2 separate regions of the Gossypium hirsutum genome follow, and region 2 is linked to region 1. A link is a contact called in public Hi-C data. All regions are on one chromosome and are shown on one strand. Each heading gives the region's core, a stretch centred on a gene start, on an enhancer-like site or on the middle of the called end of the contact. The rest is flanking DNA. Distances are from core to core; before and after follow the strand shown.

Evidence for each region. Hi-C and Micro-C count contacts between places; a contact is called where the count stands out from the background.
Region 2: a contact with region 1 is called in a Hi-C map of leaf, with 3 times the contacts expected there. The contact joins two enhancer-like sites. A contact is called at or near these places in 4 of 34 Hi-C or Micro-C datasets (hypocotyl and leaf).

What each region holds. Positions count from the first base shown.
Region 1 is chrA11:106,821,766-106,827,415 of Gossypium_hirsutum_v2.1, forward strand. LOC107926805 (putative lysine-specific demethylase JMJ16) reads left to right here. Exons shown (of 14, transcript XR_005904985.1): 10 at 1-720; 11 at 814-917; 12 at 1,495-1,692; 13 at 1,877-2,341; 14 at 2,698-3,107. Among protein-coding and RNA genes, the nearest start is that of LOC107926805, 11 kb to the left of the region's middle. Within about 2 kb of position 2,761, at least 4 of the 9 cell types and tissues checked have an H3K27ac peak or open chromatin away from gene starts, as enhancers often do. A contact at or near this core is called in leaf, where this site is marked.
Region 2 is chrA11:106,975,626-106,981,906 of Gossypium_hirsutum_v2.1, forward strand. No RefSeq gene overlaps it. Among protein-coding and RNA genes, the nearest start is that of LOC107962402, 8.0 kb to the left of the region's middle. Within about 2 kb of position 4,901, at least 9 of the 9 cell types and tissues checked have an H3K27ac peak or open chromatin away from gene starts, as enhancers often do. A contact at or near this core is called in leaf, where this site is marked.

The DNA.
Region 1 (5,650 bases), core at 1,511-4,010:
CTTCATCTCCAGCAGTCGTTAATACTATTCTTCTTAGTGATGATGAAGGTGATGAAATAGAGAAACCAGTTTCGGAAATACCAAAAGAACATTCTATCAAAGAGCATCCAGAAGCCTCAGTGAGGGTGGCACCATCTGGTGAAAAAGCAAGCACATGTAATTACAAGAATAAGGCTATCTTAACTACCCCTCTAACTGATGCTCCATTTACGAATCAAAAGGATGCCAATTCCCCTGATGTACAAAGAAATAATCATTCATCTCATTATTCGGAAGTGAAAGATGAGCATTCTGGAAATGGAATCACATTGCTAGGATCTAGTCGCCAGAATGATTTTTGCCATTTAGAATCTGCCACTGCAGAATCTGGTAGAAATGTTCAGGATTCTTCTAATACCATAGAGATGGATAATAACAAGAATAATCTGTTCACTGGTGAAAGCAGCCTTCAGCATCTGGTGCCTTGGGGAAGTGAAAAAGTTGACAAGGATAAGCATGAGAAGATGGGAGCCGTTGCCTCTGCAAATTTAGTTGACAACACAAGAACTAATGTAGGTGGGCCGTCTTGCTCTCAAAATAATGTTGACAGAAATGTCCGGCAGAAAGGTCCTCGCATTGCTAAGGTAGTGCGTAGGATCAACTGTAATGTTGAGCCTCTGGAATTTGGAGTTGTGCTCTCTGGGAAATTATGGTGTAACAGCCAGGCCATTTTCCCAAAAGGTTAGTTGCATTGGTGTTTACTAAGGCTGATGCATGTCAATATGCTAAGTATACTAGCTAGATGTATTCACTCGGTTATTCTAATCAATGCAGGATTTAAGAGCCGGGTTAGGTATATTAGTGTTTTAGATCCAACAAATATGGCATACTATGTCTCAGAAATTTTGGATGCGGAGAGGGATGGACCTCTGTTCATGGTAATTGAAAATTTTATGGTATCAATTATGTTTTTGTACCACTATCTTATTAATTGGACATTTTTATCTCTTACCTGAAAAAATGTTAAGTGTTTTTACTACATTTTTATCTCTTACCTGAAAATGTTGTTCTTACTCATATGCCTTCATGATTTTGGGAACTCATAGTAGACACGGACAGATTTATCTTCGTTCCTGAATTATTTGTCTCTGATGTTCATTGTGTTGATCTTTGCAGAGAGCAAGAAAGTAGCTTATGTATGCAATGTATCTTAATGATATTTGATTGTTAGGCAGAATTGACTGAATCTTGCCATCTGATCTATAGGAAACAAATCACTCCTCTTGTTCTCTAGCAGACTTGATTGTTTTAGATAATAGTATAATTTTCTAAACAAATACCATTTGGAGTGCTTGCTGTCATCTTTTCATCTGATGAATTTTAACTTCTATTTTAAAAGTTATCTTCCAACTTAGTTTTGAATTTCATCTTTGGTTAGAGCAAAGTGGGCAAATAATGACCAGAAATGTATTGTTCTTTAAGCATGCATGGCCTTAAATGTTGATTTGGTTTCAGGTATCTGTGGAGCACTGTCCCAGTGAAGTATTTGTTCATGTTTCAGCTGCCAGATGCTGGGAGATGGTGAGGGAGAAAGTTAATCAAGAGATAACGAAACAACATAGACTAGGAAGGACCAACCTCCCACCATTGCAGCCTCCTGGTAGCCTTGATGGGTTTGAGATGTTTGGTTTTTCTTCACCAGAAATTGTGCAGGTAAATTAGTTTTTACATTATTATATGAAAAATGTTGGTCAACTAGGTTATTTTAACTGTTTCTCCCCTCTCCCTTTATGCATTGACTATTATTAATGGCTTAACAGTTTGATTTTATGGTAAATGCTTAACTCTGACATTTGAAGTAAAGACTCATTTCTCGTATGGTTTAAACATAAACCAGGCCGTTGAGGCAATGGATCGCAATCGAGTTTGTATGGAGTATTGGGACTCTCGGCCTTACTCTCGGCCTCAAGTGCAGTTCCTACAACATTCTCATACCCCTAGTAATGGTGTCAACTTGCTTAGAACATCTGGGGAACAAAATAATGCAGGGGCTCCTCAGAACAAATGCCTGCCCAGTGAAGTTGACACACTACTAGGTTTATTCAAGAAGGCAAGCTCTGAAGAATTAAGCTCACTTTGTAGCATATTAAGTGACAAAAGGTCTCCCGAGGATGTAGACCGTGTGGCTCAACTCCTTAAGGAGGAGATTCGCAGTCGTCGACCTACATGATTGAAAATTTTTTTTTGGTGATTCGGATTCAAAATTCGAGTCGATATATCCCACATTTTTCGTCACTGTAAATATCAATATCCTGCCTTCACACTGCACGTACAGCCTCCATTCAACCCACCATTCTTTCAGGTAAGAAGAGTGATAAGAGTAGGTTATTTTCCGGTGGGATTTTTGCATACTGACTGATTTTTGTAGCATAAGAAAGAAAAATGCCTTCTGAAAGTTCAACTGGTCGATTTTCGAAACCATCTAATGTCATGTTGGCCTCCAATCTTCAGCGGCTACCACAATCTGCAATTCTGCATTTCCACTTAAAACCATTTTAATTTCACTTATTTTCATTAAAAAAAGGTTAAATATGGGCCAAAGGATCAGTCTGTATACAGTTCTGATATAAGGAAAAAATATAATTATTGTATTTCTCACTAAAGTTATTTTAGTTTTACATTAGATCATGTCTACCTTTTTTTCAAACCAATCTGCAGAATGTGTCACGGTCTGCCTAAGTAGGGCCATTCTTGGTGCTACAAGTCCGAAATGGTGTGCGTGCAAGAATGAGTTGGGGGGCTGCCGGAATGTTTCGGGATACCCCAGAAGTGTTGACCTAGTCAATTGAGGTGAGAGGCTAAGTTGCATGAGGATCAAACACCTTACCAAATCCTTTTTAAACGTTTCCTGGTCTTTTGTTTCTCTCACTCCTCTTTTCTTGTTTCATTCTTTCGTTCTCTTTTCAACTCCTTGCAATTGTAGCGTCTTTCTAACATATTCTTCTATAGAAATCACAACCTACCGATGCACGTAGACTCTGTAATATCCCAAATTTTCAATACAACATTTGGTATCGTTGAAAATAAGTTAGCTAAAAGAGAGATCAAGGAATTAATTTCATATTTGAGATGGAAAGAGTTGCAATTTTGTCAAATTGAGAAAATGCGAATTAATAATGATTATTTGACATGGGAACGATATGGAATATGTAGTGATAGGATGAGGATCACATTTGAACTAAATTGGATAAGATTTGAAAGTAAAAGGATCAAATAATAATTTTACCGTGAAGAGAAAATAAGTTTAATTTTTATTATTGTGGACTTATGTTAAAGAATAATTATGGTTTATGAAGTTTGGATATATTACGTATTAAATTTAATGTCAACAAAAAGTGGTAAGAAACTGTTGAAGTGTAAAATTTTCGTATAAGGGTATTTTAGTTATTTCACATTAGATTTATGTTTTAGAAATATTTTAAGTGGAGATATTATATGGTTGGGATCAAATTTGTGCCATTGGATGTGTTGATAACATGGTGAGTAAATGTGGATTACACAAATTTTATTTGGACTCTGACCAACTTTGACTTGAATTATTTTTAGGGTTAAAAAAAAAATCCTTTCGCCTCTACAAGTTGACCTCCTCTCTTGTGAAATGGAAAATTTCCCTTCTCTTTTTCTTGCTTTTTCTCAAAATCAAGTTAATTTTCAACACCCAAATTTTGATTTCTGGTTAAAGTCACTTAGAAAATCACTTCCTAAACTCATTTCCACTGTATCTTTTTCATCCAAGTTCAATGTTTCATGAATTTAATGAGAGAAAATTGAAAATAGTGAAAAGAAACTTCAAATAAGATAAGAAATTATGTTTCTATCATTCCTACTTTCTACATTTGGGATTTTTGTTGTCAGAAAGCTAATAAGCTTGAGTATTGATATTTTGTTGTATTTTTTAATTTTTGAGAAAAAAATTCATAAATATAAAGATAATACATTTCAACGCACTTGAATTCATATATTCCTATATTGGTAACAATGCCCATGCTAATCGAGCTAAGAATCAATCGACACTAACTTTATCTTTGATACCATAAATATATGTTTGGATAAATTGTGAAATGAATGATTAAAAGTATTATGTGTGCTAATATATGATAAAGTCTGTCTTGATATGTTAAGAAAATTTGAAAGAAACTAATAATATTAATGAAATTTTTCCTTTTTTTTAATGGTAGTGAGTTCTATCTTGAAACATATAAAAATGAAATTGTGATATATTTTGAGAATTTAAGTGTTATAACATGATTCTTGCTTGGAATAAAAATATAGTTAATATGTTATAAAAAAGTAAATAGTCATAATGTGAAATTGAAACTAGGCTAAGAGAAAGAGTGATATGATAGGGCAAAGATTAATATGAGATATGAAATTGATAAGGTAATGAAATTGCTTAATAAGCATTGGTATTCAAAATTATATGAGATAATTGTCTAATAAAGTGCGTTATGGTGACATTGTCACCTAATGATCAAATGAGAATGTGAATTAAGAAATAGGAATAACTTGAGTCATGAGATAATTTGTTAAGTGCACATGTAAACACATGAAGCCATATATGATGATATAGGTTACTTAGGTGACAATGTGATAATGTGGATGAGTATGAGTGACATTTAGGTGTAAACAAACATCAAAATGTGATATGTGTGAAATATAAGCTCTATTGGGTGATTTGGAAACCATGAAAACATATTATGTTATGCAAGTATATGAACTATATCAAATTGATTAATAAGATGAAATGCTTTTATGAGCTTGATACACTAGCAAGGATTCAATAGGCATGTCCTAAGAATTGGATGCTCACTTATATGGGCATGTGCGGAAGGGAGTTTTGATACAGTGCCTTATGGCATAGCACATTTGTGCTCTTGATATGTTTGGAGGGTATGCAATTCCTATCTATATCTTGTGTGTTTGGCTAGGGCACCTTGGGTGCATTATCTTTGGTGTGTTTTGGACAAAATTTTGTATATTCGAGTCTACATTACTAAAGCTACAAAATGCTATGAAATCGAATTTGATAATAAATCAATTTGGAATGCAATAAATAAGTAATGAACTTAGTCCACAATAAGTTTGTTGGAAAAAAATAAATTTTTGGAAGTTTTGAGACATATTCTCGATTAGTAAAGGTGAAGATTTGAATCATAAAAGTATGTTTTTATATTCTACCCCATGAGGCTTTTACAATGGTATATTATATGCTCAAAATGGTTGAGTGATGAATGAGAAATTGATGCTCAAAGTAAGCCACTTGTAAATTATGTCGAGGAAAACGGATAGCTTACTCCTACATTGATTAGATATCAAGAGTGGAATATGTTTATATATATGAACCAACTTGGTAATTATTGAATGATTAAGTTAATGTTATCCTTTGCGTGTAAGGAGGTGCAAATCCAAACCTATTAGGTTTGGGGCACACTCTTGGTCCAAGATCTTCTATGCTTGTAGATAATTAAGCCCAATAAGTAATTTTATTTTTTCCTTTAATTCAAGACGTTTAGTCTGTCATTAACGTGTGTGCAACAAAGTTTAGTCTGCAAACTTGTAAATCAAACTAATCTACTCAAAATATGAAGTGAAAACTTGACTAAGAGGCATA
Region 2 (6,281 bases), core at 3,651-6,150, 160 kb after region 1:
TTAGTATACAAAATTATTTTATTTACAATAAACCTTTGTCGATTGTAAATCAGTAATTCACATTTATATTGTTGAATGAAGTTGTTAAATGAAAGAAGCTAAAGTAGGGATGAAATTAGAATTTTTTTTTTGGGATGAAATTAAATTGTAACTTTTAATAGTTTATATTTTTATAATTTTTAGAAGATTAAATCAAATTTTTATCATTTTTAAGGGGGCAAAGTACAATTTTATCTTTACTAATTTCAAATTTTAAAATTTCTAAAAATGTTAAATGGATAATTTTCTATTTTAGGGGGGTCGGGGCCTTGACCTTGCTAGCCCGGCTAGATACGCCACTGAGCTGTAGTTTCAATATGTGATTGCCATTAATTTAGTTAATATAGATTAATGAATAATGTATATTTTTCTTTATGTATTGAACTAAAATTATCTTTAATTCGGAAATCTTTTTCTTTTGGTTAAGTTCAAAAGGCTATATTGAATTGCAATACAAACGAAGAAAGGCAAGTGTTTGTTTTGTCTAGAGATTGAGACATAGAAAGATGAAATATTGAGATACTATGCTATCTATGTGTGTAAACACGGGTGACTTCAAAATGGCCCAAGGGTTTTTTTTTTTAAATTGAAAAATTATATTTTTTTTCAAAATTAATAAATTAATTTAGGCAATTTCAGCACAAATGATTTAGTTTTCTAACTAAAAATGTTATAAATTTATTTATATTTAAGTAAACTTTACCATCAATATATATAGATATTAGGGATAAATCTTAAAACTCTACATAAGTTTTGAACAAATGTCAAATGTGCATTGTTATTCATGAACTTTGGTTTCATACATTTTTGTATATGAGATTTTTATTTGATTCAATTTTCATAAATTAATTACACAATTATCATTATAGAACCATTTTATGTTTACATATTACATTCAAAAATCGTTATGTTTATCCAATATATGGGTAAATTGAAGTGTTTGTCTTTTTTAAATGTGTACAATTAAATCAAAATTAAAGTTTCATTTATATATTTAAACTACAATCAAAGTTTCATATGTATAATTATACCAAATCAAAGTTGATATGTCAAATTGCACATTAAATTAAAATTCATGTGTAATCTTAAGATTTATCCTATATTTACATTATAAACTATTTTTTTAGTTGATTTGTAACATGTTATATCTGAGTATAAAAAAATATTTATCTAAATGTGACTTGAATGAATATTGTGTTACTTAAATTAACTGTTTTGTTTATTTTATATTAATATATACTCTATAATTAAATTTAAATGATTTTATATTAATATTACAACAATGTAGTGTAAAAGAATTCTTAAAAATAATAATATACTAGATTTAGAAGGTTGTTGTTAAATATATTGAATTAAACAAAATTTAAATGATTTTAGGTTTAGTGATATAAAAAGTTTTCAAAGAATTAAAGAAAATATTAAGTCTCTTTCAATTTTTTTAATCAAATTGAGTTTATAAACGGATAATATTGATCGATATTGACTATTAGAAATTAACGGCAATGCTGATGTGATCGTTAAATACCACAGAGTCAGTCAACCGATGCTGATTTGACATTACCACATAAATAAAAAAAATAATTTTTTTTAAAATAAAAAATTATTTTAAAAAAAATAAAGTTTAGAATGAATCTGAACATAGAGTTTCTAATGGTTAACGTTGATCAAAGGGTCTTATTGGTCGAAATTGTTAGTTTTTGGGCTCAATTGGGAGCAAAAAGTTGAGATGGGCTTAATTGATTTTTTTTCGAAATTCTTCGAGGGCGTTTTATACTATTAATCCATAATTTTATTTATTTATTTTTGTAATTCCTCCCGGTGAATTAATTCATGACATCAACATGGTGAAAATTGTTATATATATATATACACGTGTGTGTGTTAGACTATTGAGACCTACAAAAATAAAACCTACTTAAAATTATAAAATTAGTAGAAAGCATCAAGTAGGATCATTCTAAAGAGACCGATGATAATGTTTCTAAGTTTCTTGCCAATTTTTGCATCAAACTTTCATGCCATTTTTGGATGCCTTCCTAACATTTTTGGGCTTGATTCGTAAAATAATTATATTTATATCTTTAAATTCCTTTTGAATTGGTATATTATAGGCTCAAAATAGAGTTCTGTAGCTCAAGTTCTAGCCAAAATATTGAACTTGTACTGTTTTTTTTTAAATTTAACACCCCATATCCCCGACCCGATTGCCAGGTTTGAGCTACAGGATACCAAATTCATTTCCGGAGCAATTACAATCAATTACAATTCAATTTAGCCGTTTATACATACTAACAAGTTTAAAACATTATTAACACCAACTATATAATCAATTTCAAGATTAAAACGAACTTACAAAAGCTCTTTTAATAATCCGAGATCGTTTAAGGAATAAAATGCAAAAAGTGTGATTTCAATGTACATCCTAAATGTATGCCACTACCGTCTAGTTTTAAGCATAAACGTCACTTGCATCCACTTACACTTGTAAGTCCCTTTGCTGAAGATGATTCGGGAGATTATTTTTGCGATATGTGTGAGACAGAAAGGAATCCAAAAATCCATGTGTCGAAACCCCTTTTTTATTTTAAAAAACAATGGGAATCGACTTTTAAAACCGAGTGTGGAGTCGCCACCAATCTCTTGATTTAGATGTGATTGGACCACCTATTAAAATGCTTTGTTCAATGAAAAATAAATTTGGTTTAGGAGTAATAAAGAAAAACGGGTTCGGGAGTCGGTTACGCATGAGGAAGGGTTAGCACCCTCATTACGCCCAAAAAACTGGTACCAAATTGATTTGATGCTGTCCTTAGATTAAAAAATATTTTTCGAAGTAAATAAAAAAAATTTTAATAGCTCAAATTAGCTGTCAAAAATTTCCCGTTCCGAAGATATGCAATTTCATACCCAGTACGATTGGATACGATTACTTATACCTTTAAGATACGATCGATTTTCGAATTTTTTTAAAAAAACTTATGCATTAAAAGTATAAAAGGTTATCTAAATATTTGGTTCGTCGGAAAAGTCATACCCAGTACGATTGAGCATAATTTTTCCGAATTCCCCAAATATTAGATATTGCCTTATTTCAAAAACTTTAAATAATTGAAATTTAGAAATTTGCTCAAAAAACATGTTTATTCATTTAAAAATTAATGAAATATTTAATGCATTATAAAAAATAAAAAAAATATGAAATAATATACTCGAAATACAATAAACCTTGCTTAATATGTCTAACATTCATTCTAGGTATAATGTAATAAAAAATTCTTTAAGCATGGATAATGAATAATAAAAAAAATAGTATACATGATCATAACACAAAATAAAATGATGTACAAAAATATGTATGAAACAAAATGAAGGATTAATGGTCATATAATATATCTAAGTTGACACATTTGCATAAAACTTGGGATATATGTTTATTGAAATAATTATTATAAATTTCAAAGTTCAAATCAAATCATGCACAAAATATTTAAAACATAAATTTATTCAAAAATTGAGAATTCACAAGATAATTTAAATAATATATTAAATATGAAGGAATAACAATATATGATATAAAATAATATACAAAGTCAATTTATGAAACCTTTGTATTGATAAAAAATAAAACTAATAAAAAAATGAAGTAAATATATAAGTTATATAAGTAAATATATATATATAAATAATATGAAATACAATAAATTATATGATTTAAAAGGGTTCTTAAAAATATTATACACATAAATAATTTTAAGAGAGGATGTATATATACATAGAAAAAATATTTACACAAAATTATATGAAATTAATAACATGTACCATAGTAAAAATAATTTAATATGTACCATATACATGTAAAAATGCTAGAAATAATTATAGGTCAAAATATCATTTAATTAAAATATGAATTATAGAATTAAACATAACTTATATACGTAATAATTTTAAAAACACAATTATATGAGTTTACTACAAAAAATATATATATGTATAAAAATATCTTGGCTTTAATAATGAATACAAATTAAATATATGCTCTAAATATATGTTTAATAATAACTTAAATAATACACAAAATATGATGGATTTTTTTAAAAAGAAGAAAGATATGTAAATAAATCTAAAAGAAATTATATGCATAAAAATACTAATATTTAAAAAGGTATTTAAATTATGTATATCAATAATTTTCGTACATGTATAGTTAAAATTTAGTTAATGTATATAACATGCGATTTTATTTAAAAAAACAAATACTAATAACATCAATATGTGAAAAAATAGTTAATTTTAATGTTAATAATGTTCATGGAATAAAACCAAGTATTATGAGGTATATACATGTATAATAACACATAAAATAATGTACAACAATATGGAAATTCAAGTATCCCAAATTACAACAAATAAGTAACCAACAATACAAATAATACCATTAATATTAACATTACAAACGATATAAACAGTAACAAATAAAAAACGAAAATAAAACAAGGATGAATATACAACATTAATAAAAAGACTGAAAATATATAAGTGAATAAACCCAAATTTATAACATAAATCTAATAAAATACTTAATCGAAATTAAAGTAAAATAAAAAGAAAATTTACAAAATAAGTAAAACTATTAAAGGAGACACATATATAACACACATGAATTTACAGGGATCAATATTGAAATAATCCCTGATCTTGAAACATTGTGTTGAAATGTGGACTAAAACATAAAAGTATTTCAAATTTTAGGGATAATTTAAAAGAGAATAAAGCAGATTAAACGCAGATGGGAGCAGATTGCGCCGCGGTACAAGGAGGAGGGACCTTCCGCGAAAATATACCATTCCAGGCGCAAAGGCACAAATTCGGGGCTCTAGGCGGGTTAACGCGCGGACCCTCCCCCCTGTGCGGCGTCGTTTTAGGCCTGCTGCTAACCCCCTCTTTTTGAATCATTTTTTAACCTAAAACATAATTCCTTCCCCTTTTGAAATGAATCATGCTATCAGCCCATTATTTTAGGGTTTCCTTTAGCATACCGCCTCCAACAATAGAACTTCCAGAATCCAGAAACCAGTTTGCGGCCTCAAGATCATTCCTCATACTTCGATCTCAACGAAGCAAAGAAGAATCCGTGGCGAATTTGAAAAAGTAAGATCCCCTTTTCGTTTCTTTTTTTATTTTGAAATACAATATCGAAAGATTGAGAAAAAAATGAAAAGATTCAACGAAAAATACTAAAAGCCAGTAAAAAAAACTGAAAATCACGTTTATAAACTTGCTTTCGAAATACCTTTTTTCAGAATTTAGTGTGCATATGTAGATGTATATTCTGTGTGCATAAAAATCTCTGGAGTACAAAAATGAGGCTTTTTATAGCCTGGATTTACAGAATAAAGTAAAAAAATGAAATTCTATGTTCATCGCTGTCATCTTCTGTAAATTCTGTTATCTCTCTTCTCGTGTATTCTTTGCGGGAACGGCCGTACGGAGGAGCCCCCCTGGTGACGTGGAGGCTGAGCGTGGAAATTTCTCGTGAGAAGCTAACCTTTTGGTGTCCTTCTGGCTTACTCTAGAAGCTTCTAGCATTCTCAGGAAATTGAAATAATTCTAGGTGCATTGGGCCTCGGGTTTTGGGGTTATTTAGGCTAATTTTTATTGGGTTTTGGAAATATACAATTTGGGCCAGACATTATGTAATTGGGCTAAAAAGTTTTGGGGTATTTGGTTAGAAAATGGGTTTATTAGAATTGGGTTTTGGGCCATGGGTTATTTAGTGTTTTGTAAATGGATTTTTTTTTGAACTATTTAGTCTTGGACTTTTATTCATTTATTTGGGTTTATTTATTTGCAAATAAATTAAATGGGCCCGGACAAAATTGGTTGACTACACCATGTTTATTATTACGCAGAATGCAATTATATTGCATATATTCATTGTTTCCTTTCCGAGGTAAGACAACTGTAATAGCTAAAATAGTAGTCGTTTAACTCACAATAGAAATGTGCGTGGTAAAAAAATGGCACATGTATAATTACTAAGTTTTAAACCAAAACAAAACCGATGTTATTCACTATCCTAAACTTATTACGAAGGTTTTGTTGTATTTGGTACAAGTATGAAACTAAACATTTGTGCTTAGGTACTTGAGCCTCCGAAAAAGATGCATTTAGATCCTCAAAGAAAAGAGAATTTTGACGATGGAAGTTTGGGATTGGAGATGGTTAGTATCTATGTAATAATT